2 separate regions of the Pan troglodytes genome follow, and region 1 is linked to region 2. A link is a contact called in public Hi-C data. All regions are on one chromosome and are shown on one strand. The core of a region is the stretch at or near the end of the contact, and the rest is flanking DNA. Distances in the headings are between cores, read along the strand shown.

Region 1 (3,733 bases), core at 687-3,186, 140 kb after region 2:
ACAGTAGCATTATCTACACTTATTTCTAGCTCAACTATATGGACTCTCTAGTTCAACTATATGGAGAAATAATTTACATAGTGCAAGTAATTCCACTGGCCATTCCACTCCATTAATTTACGTGAGCAACAGTGTTAAGTAATTTAAGACGAGAGACTATAAATCTGCTTTTCCCTCAGTTAGTCTTTAAGTCTCTCTTAGCACTAGCACTTTGCTATGTTGAGTGTGATTCTAGTGTTTAAAGATACAGTATGTATTTTTCATACAATATAGCCCCTAAACACAAGCCAATTTCTTCACCTGGTTTTCAAACAGATTCAGCCATCTGTTTCAATGCTGGAAAAAAAGCAGGTTGTGCTGAACTTACTGAGACAATACACTGATCTCCAACATGGTGTTCTTCTAAGAGACTTTCCAGGGTAATTCTGATAATATGCATCTTTTGTCTGAGGTATTGACTAGTTTAAGATAACACACTGTAGAGAGACCGCCTATGGATTTACTTGGTTGAGGGACTTCCAGCCAAGACAGACTGTACCCTAGAGATCTGGCATTTTTCCTGCTTAATTCTCTATCCTCCTAGATTCTGGTGGCAGCCTAAACCTTTGGTAACTACCTGACCCTGCCTTATTTACTCTTAACTTAATCTTTTACCTGCCCACTTTGCAGGTCTGCTGCTTCTAAAATTCTTATTTACTGGAAAAACGCCAAACAGTAGACACTTCCAAGGAAAACTCAATTAACTGTACTTACTAAATCGTTTTTAGTAATCAATTATATTTTAAACATAATTTATGTCTTGACTGCACAATTAAATTCTATGCTCAAGAGAAACTACATTATCTGGGTTCATCCAGTAAAGACTACAAAAGTTGCTAAATGCCTAAGACTTACTATGCAGTAAACCAAATCTCCCATTCCTGCATAATTCCACTAAAACAGAATGCAGCTAAACAAGAGCAAAAGTATCTTCTTAGAAATACAGGTGTGTTACTGTGTCTGCAAATTAAACTCAAACAAGGTCACACACAATTGTAACAAAAAACTTCCCCAAATTACTTATGTCAGCTCCTCTTATGAGCCCACAGGCTGCAGAGAACCAATTTGGAAGCCAGGAGAATCCTGCCCTCTGCTGCTGAGTTGAGGAAATCGCCTCAACATAATTAATCGCTTTTGAGAAGGGAAGTTACACTCTGGGCAAAACACCAGTGAAAGTCAAGTGAGCAAAGTAAACGCTTTCTTGGACTCTTGACATCCGAATTTTCTCAACAGTTTAAACACGCACACCCTGGCATTCAAACATCAAGAACAGTAAATCGGGTTTCAAAACAGAAGTTGGTTTTTTTTTTTTTTTTCCATTTCTCCCTAAATTAGAGAGCTATCACCTGGGGTGGTCGTATTTTAGCTAGCTTCGAGATCTGAGTGTCTGCGTGCAGTCTCGACGGGGCTGCTAGGCGCGGGGCTGCCCAGCTAGGGACAGGACGCGGCGCTCCCCACTGCCCGCGCAGCCGCGATCAGTCAAAGCCCGGGCTCCGGGGCCGGCTGCGAACGTTGGGGAGGTTGGAGAGGGACGTTTACCTGGGGCCGGTCCCCACTAGGTAGGTGTTGGTGCCTTGGAGGGTCATGGGACCCGGGTTACAGCCCAACACACGCACGACTCGATTGGACAGCCGCTCGACGCGCTGCAGTACAGCAGCCATTCCCGCCTCAGCCGCCCGCCGGCGTGTCGCCTATCTGGATACTCCAGCGCGGAAGAAGCCAACAGGCCGGGGATAGCGAGTAGCGTCCACGTGATGCCTCGCAACCCGGGAGGGAGGGGATTGGCCAGCGGCTGGTCCAAGTGTCATGTGACACCGCGGGCGAGCCGGGGCGGGGATCCGGCAGCTCGGCCGGGGGGTGGGGTGGGGGCGGTGCGGAACCAGAGGTCACGTGACGCCGCGCGGGCTGCGCGGGCAGTGGTGGGAAGGCTGGCGCGAGGCGTGAGGTGGCGTGAGGCGAAGCTGGAATCTGCCTCTGTCACGGGGGCTGGTGCCTCACGGGTTTGTGTCCTAGACAGGCGAGTGGATCCAAGTGGGCGAGAGACATTTTAATCTGGAAGAGTCTTGTGATTTGGGAGACAGGTTTGGTAACCGTTCGTTATTCAGTAATAAATCTCAGGAAGGATTGCCAGATTTTTAGGCAGTGGCTCTCTCTGTGTGTGTGTGTGTGTGTGTGTGTGTGTGTGTGTGTGTGTGTGTAGTAGTAGTAGTAGCCTGTTCATCTTTTTTTTTTTTGAGACGAAGTCTCGGTCTGTCGCCCAGGCTGGAGTGCAGTGGCGCGATTTCGGCTCACTGCAAGCTCCGCCTTCCGGGTTCACGCCATCCTCCTGCCTCGGCCTCCCGAGTAGCTGGGACTATAGGCGCCCGCCACCACGCCCGGCTAATTTTTTGTATTTTTAGTAGAGACGGGGTTTCATTGTGTTAGCCAGGAAGGTCTTGATCTCCTGACCTCGTGATCCGCCCGCCTCGGCCTCCCAAAGTGCTGGGATTACAGGCGTGAGCTACCGCGCCGGGCCAGCCTGTTCATCTTTTATAATAAATAGTGGTAAGACATATTTACTTAGTACTTCCTACTATGCCTAAGTGCTTTCTACAAACATCCGACTTAACGCCCTTAATCCTCAGAACATTATTAAGAGGTGGACACTATTTTTGTTACAAATGAAAAACGGGGATTGGGCGGCTGCCCAGATGACAGAGTCTGCGTGTGCGGCCTTGCTCCTACCTGCCTCGCACTAACACTTGTCCCCCTCAGTGAGATTCAAGGAGCATGCCTCTGCTTGCCAGTGTTACCCGCCTGCCCAGAGAGCTAGGCTGGTCTTGTGGAGCCGTTTTGTGCCCAAGATGGAAGGGACTCATTTTCTCTGTAACAAGTCGGTTTCTAATCAGCCAAGTATTAACTATCCAGTGTTAACTACAGCTTCCCATAAAAAAAGTTGAGTTATAAATTACTTAAAAGAAAATACACAGATCCTGTAGACAGTTCCATCGAGTTATGACAATTGTATGTAATCACTGCCCCAAAGAGATGTAGAACATATCCACTGTAGCAGCCCACTCTTTTTTTTTTTTTTAAAGGTGAGAAATTGACACATACAGTGCTTGGTGGCTTTTTTTTTTCCAGATATTTCTGATGAAGAAAACGATATGCTCTTACCTATTTTATGAATCAGCAGCATAGTGTATCAGAGTGGCTAATGACATCTGCTTTGTGTGTGAGAAATGTCTTTGCCTTGTTTCACACAGTTGTACTTTTAATGGAAAAATATTCAAAAAATCATCGCTGAAATAATCATATAAGTTATCCCTTGTTGCAATGGGAAGTTAAACAGTATACCCTTCAAAAAAATACTTAAAGTAACCAAATCTCCTACATCAGGCATTTCAATCTGTCAATATGTATTTATCATAGCCATCAATTAATGGCTATTCAGGCAGGAAGCTATGCACATCTTCCCTTTTTAAGAACTCTGCTGGAAAGTCAGTGAACCCTGGAGAAGAGGATGGAACAGTAATTTCTGGACCAGATTCCTGAGAATCTGGGCACTCCCCTTCTTTTATTCTTTGGCTTAATTAATTTTCTTACTTAACTTACTTATTTACTTACAGGGTCTGGCTTTCACCCAGGCTGCAGTGCAGTGGCACTATCATAGCTCACTGTAACCTTGAACTCTTGAACTCAAGCGATTCAGGTG
Region 2 (3,726 bases), core at 1,096-3,595:
TTAACAGAGCCATTAAGGGCTGAGTTCACTTTTGTGCTCCTTGTGTCTGGACTGAAGACAGAGCAGTCCAAGAGAAGGTCAAGGACAGAGTCATGGGGTGCCCCACATCGTAAGGGCATCATAAGAGGTTATTTTCTAGAATAGATTCCAGGTCCCACCTGAGATGATTTAGAAGGCCTGGGTGAAGCCTAAGAATCCATGGTTATTGTTATTGTTTTTGTTATTTATATATTTATTTATTTGAGACAGAGTCTCACTCTGTCACCCAGGCTGAATGCAGTAGGGCGATCTTGACTCATTGCAACCTTTGACTCCTGGGCTCAGGTGATCCTCCCATCTCAGCCTCCCAAGTAGCTGGGACCACAGGTGCAGGCCACTACACTCAGCTAATTTTTCTATTTTCAGGAGAGACGGTGTTTTACCATGTTGCCCAGGCTGTTGACGAACTCCCGGGCTCAAGCGGTCCGTCCACTTCTGCCTCCCAAAGTGCTGGGATTACAGGCGTGAGCCACCGCGCCTGGCTAGGAATCCATGTTTTAAAAAAATCTCTTCAGGGACTCTGAGCAGCAACCCGAGCTGGGAGTCACAGGTCAGTCCCACCCTCTTCCATGACAGAGCTAGACCTGATTTCCTGCAGGGTGGAGAGACTTTCCAAAGGTCACAGAGCTCCCTAGAAGCTGAGTGAAGCTCAGACTCCTAGGCCACTGTCGTTTCTTCTCTGTGGGGCTCATTTCTCCACCAGATTCCTTGGTCTTGTTTCGATTTTAAAGCCACTGATGAGGGTCTGCACTTCCCTCTTGTGTTTGTAACATGTGATCAGTTCTAACCCAAATTTGGCTGAGCAGTGGATTTGGTAGACTGAAAGAGATGTCCCTCACAAGCTCATGACGCTGGTTTCTAAACAATTCTATATTGTACAGTGCTCTTAGTAAAGAGGAAATTTGTTCTCAGTGGCTCAGTCCTCATCATTCTGCCCAGCAGCTTTTGGCAGAATCTGGTCTTTGAACTAACATCTTCGTATATAATCTGGACCATGGAATAGAAAAATGCCCCTACTTTTGTAAGAGATGCTGGGTGGGAGAAAAATTGGCTGAGAATCTATAAGTCTTCTTTGATAATTTATGGTTGAATTTATGATGATGCAGAAATAAAAGACAAGATGACTGTGTTTAGGAAAATGGAATCTCATTGGTTCTGGGAGACAACTAGTGAATGCCAAGATTTCTCTCCAGTTCTTTCCTTGGGAGCACACATCCCTCGGAATTAGTCACATCCATGTTACTTGCTTTAGCTAACGAAATGTTGGCATAACAATGGGTATCGCTTTAAAAAAATTTTTTTAGCTTTTTTTGTTGTTAACTTTAGCAACCCTATTAACTGAACAACGGGTATCACTTCTACTTGTATTAAATATGTATAAAACTTCTCCATTTTCCATGAACCCTGAAGCCTTCTGTTGATTTCACACAGTGGTAGAACTTTTGTCAACCTGGGCCACCTGGACTCTGATGATCAGAACCCCTCCGCCAATTAGTGTGGGAAATGTAGTGTGAATATGAAAAATAATGTGGCTGGGCATGGTGGGTCACATCTGTAATCCCAGTACTTTGGGAGGCCAAGTGGGGAGGATTGCTTCAGTCCAGGATTTCGAGGCCAGCCTTGGAAACATAGCAAGCCCCATCTCCCAAATACATATATAATTAAAAAATTAGCTGGATGTGGTGGTGCACGTATGTAGTCCCAGCTACTTGGGAGGCTGAGGTGGGAGGATGGCTTGAACCCAGGAGGTGGAGGCTGCAATGAGCCGAGATTGCACCACTGCACTGCAGCCTGGGCAACAGAGTGAGACCCCTTCTCGAAAACAAAACAAAACAAAAAACTACCCCAGACTATTGTTCTACGCCGCTGAGATTTGCTGATTTGTTTACTGCAGCATATTTTAGCTTAATCTGACTAATGCACTGGTCAATAAGAAATATGCATGGGAAACATAACTCAAACCCTGAAATATCATAAAACCGGAAGATCTCAGGGGGCTAGAGTCATCAGAGAAGGCAATCCTGGTCAACTGGAATAATGGGACATAAACTGGATGGGGTTCAGTAGAGAAAAATTCAGGGTTATGCACTTGGAGTTGAAAAGTGAACATGTTCAAAGGCAAGGTGCCAACTACTCAAAGGCAGTTGGCTGGAAAATTGGAAGTATAGCTTTAGTGGACAGCCAGTTGACCGGGAAGAATTGTCACAATCCTGCAGTTCTGTTGATTGAAAAAAATGCAAGCAGAGAACTGTAGCAAATGAAAAGCATGTCTGTATCATGAGGTAATTGTTACATTGCTCTCTGTACTGTCCAGAGCTGTAACAGAGAGCTGGGGCTGGCTCCCGGCTCCATAGTTCAACGGGAATTGAGAGAATGTGGAGAGTTCAGAGCTAAAGCAGAATAGTCATCCTGTGACCAGCAAACAAGGGCTAAAAGACCTAGGATTATTTAGCCTAGAGAGGAGATGCATCAGAGGTGAATTAAGAAGTGCCAGCATTGGACTTAAACTTCAGAACAGCCATTGCATGGAGGATGATGACTGTTTTTTCCCTCTGTTGCCAAGGACACAAAAAGAATGGGCTCATTAAAGTTAAACAAAAGGAAGAATTTCCTGATGCCTAGGGTTGTTTGATACCAGATAGGGTTGGAGATTTTTCTTTGGAGGACTTTGCAAAATCAATATTCTTTTAAATGCAGTAGATTGGCTCTTTCCTGAAGTAAAGGGAGGGAAGGCTGGCAGTCTCCTTTCTACCGTGACCAGGATGGCAGTGGATGATGTTCACTGTGGGACACACTCGATGTGCATACTAAACTAACGTTTTGCACAACTCCCAGCATCCTACGGGCAGCTGTGTTCCTTTCCTTCTTCTCAAGAAAACATATTAGGAAACAAGAGCTACTTGTTGGTGATTAGGATAACCTCAACTCCTCTTTTTTAAAAAGGTAAATGTTTTGTAAATGTCAGTCTTTTAACTATTGCTTGTAAAAATAACTAAATAGCTTGTGATATAATCAGTCAACATTTTTTTTTTGAGATGGAGTCTCACTCTGTTGCCCAGGCTGGAGTGCAGTGGCACAATCTCGGCTCACTGCAACCTCTGCCTCCCGGGTTCAAGCAGTTCTCCTGCCTCAACCTCCTGAGTAGCCAAGATTACAGACGTGCACCACCATGCCCGGCTAATTTTTGCATTTTTAGTAGAGACAGGGTTTCACCATGTTGCCCAGGCTGGTGTCGAACTCCTGACCTCAGGTGATCCTCCTACCTCAGCCTCCCAAAGTGCTAGGATTATAGGTGTGAGCCACCACACCCCACCCCATTCAACATTTCTTTAACAGATAATTCTTGAGTGAGGGGTGTGTGTGTTTGTGTTGGGAGATGTGTAAGGCTGAACCAATTCCTAGTGATGAATGCTGTTATACAGGAAATGTGGCATGCCCTGAGACCCAAGAGAAGGGCTGATAAGCCTGTACCTAGAAGGTATGTGCAAGCTGAGATGCATAGGGTGAGTGGGAGAAAGTTGGCCAACAGGAGACACAGCCGGAAGGCAGGTGGAGCTATGTGTGTGAGGCTTGGAGGCTGGAGGCATATGGAGAAATCAAGAAGTGGAAAGATCTCTGAATATAGATGCTATCATCAGGGCAGAGTGGGAGTGGGTGACAGTAGGAGCCAGGGCTGCTATGTGGGAG

Evidence for each region. Hi-C and Micro-C count contacts between places; a contact is called where the count stands out from the background.
Region 1: a contact with region 2 is called in a Hi-C map of stem cell-derived neural progenitor cells, with 4 times the contacts expected there. The contact joins the promoter of LACTB2 here to the enhancer-like site in region 2. A contact is called at or near these places in 1 of 7 Hi-C or Micro-C datasets (stem cell-derived neural progenitor cells) and 1 of 1 datasets of contacts at active chromatin or transcription factors (stem cell-derived excitatory neurons).

What each region holds. Positions count from the first base shown.
Region 1 is chr7:79,304,910-79,308,642 of NHGRI_mPanTro3-v2.0_pri, forward strand. LACTB2 (lactamase beta 2) reads right to left here and starts at 1,937. Exons shown (of 7, transcript XM_016959565.3): 1 at 1,579-1,937. The coding sequence starts at 1,700. It also overlaps a transcript of XKR9 not described here.
Region 2 is chr7:79,166,751-79,170,476 of NHGRI_mPanTro3-v2.0_pri, forward strand. No RefSeq gene overlaps it. Among named protein-coding and RNA genes, the nearest start is that of TRAM1, 77 kb to the right of the region's middle. Within about 2 kb of position 2,346, at least 1 of the 24 cell types and tissues checked has an H3K27ac peak or open chromatin away from gene starts, as enhancers often do. A contact at or near this core is called in stem cell-derived neural progenitor cells, where this site is marked.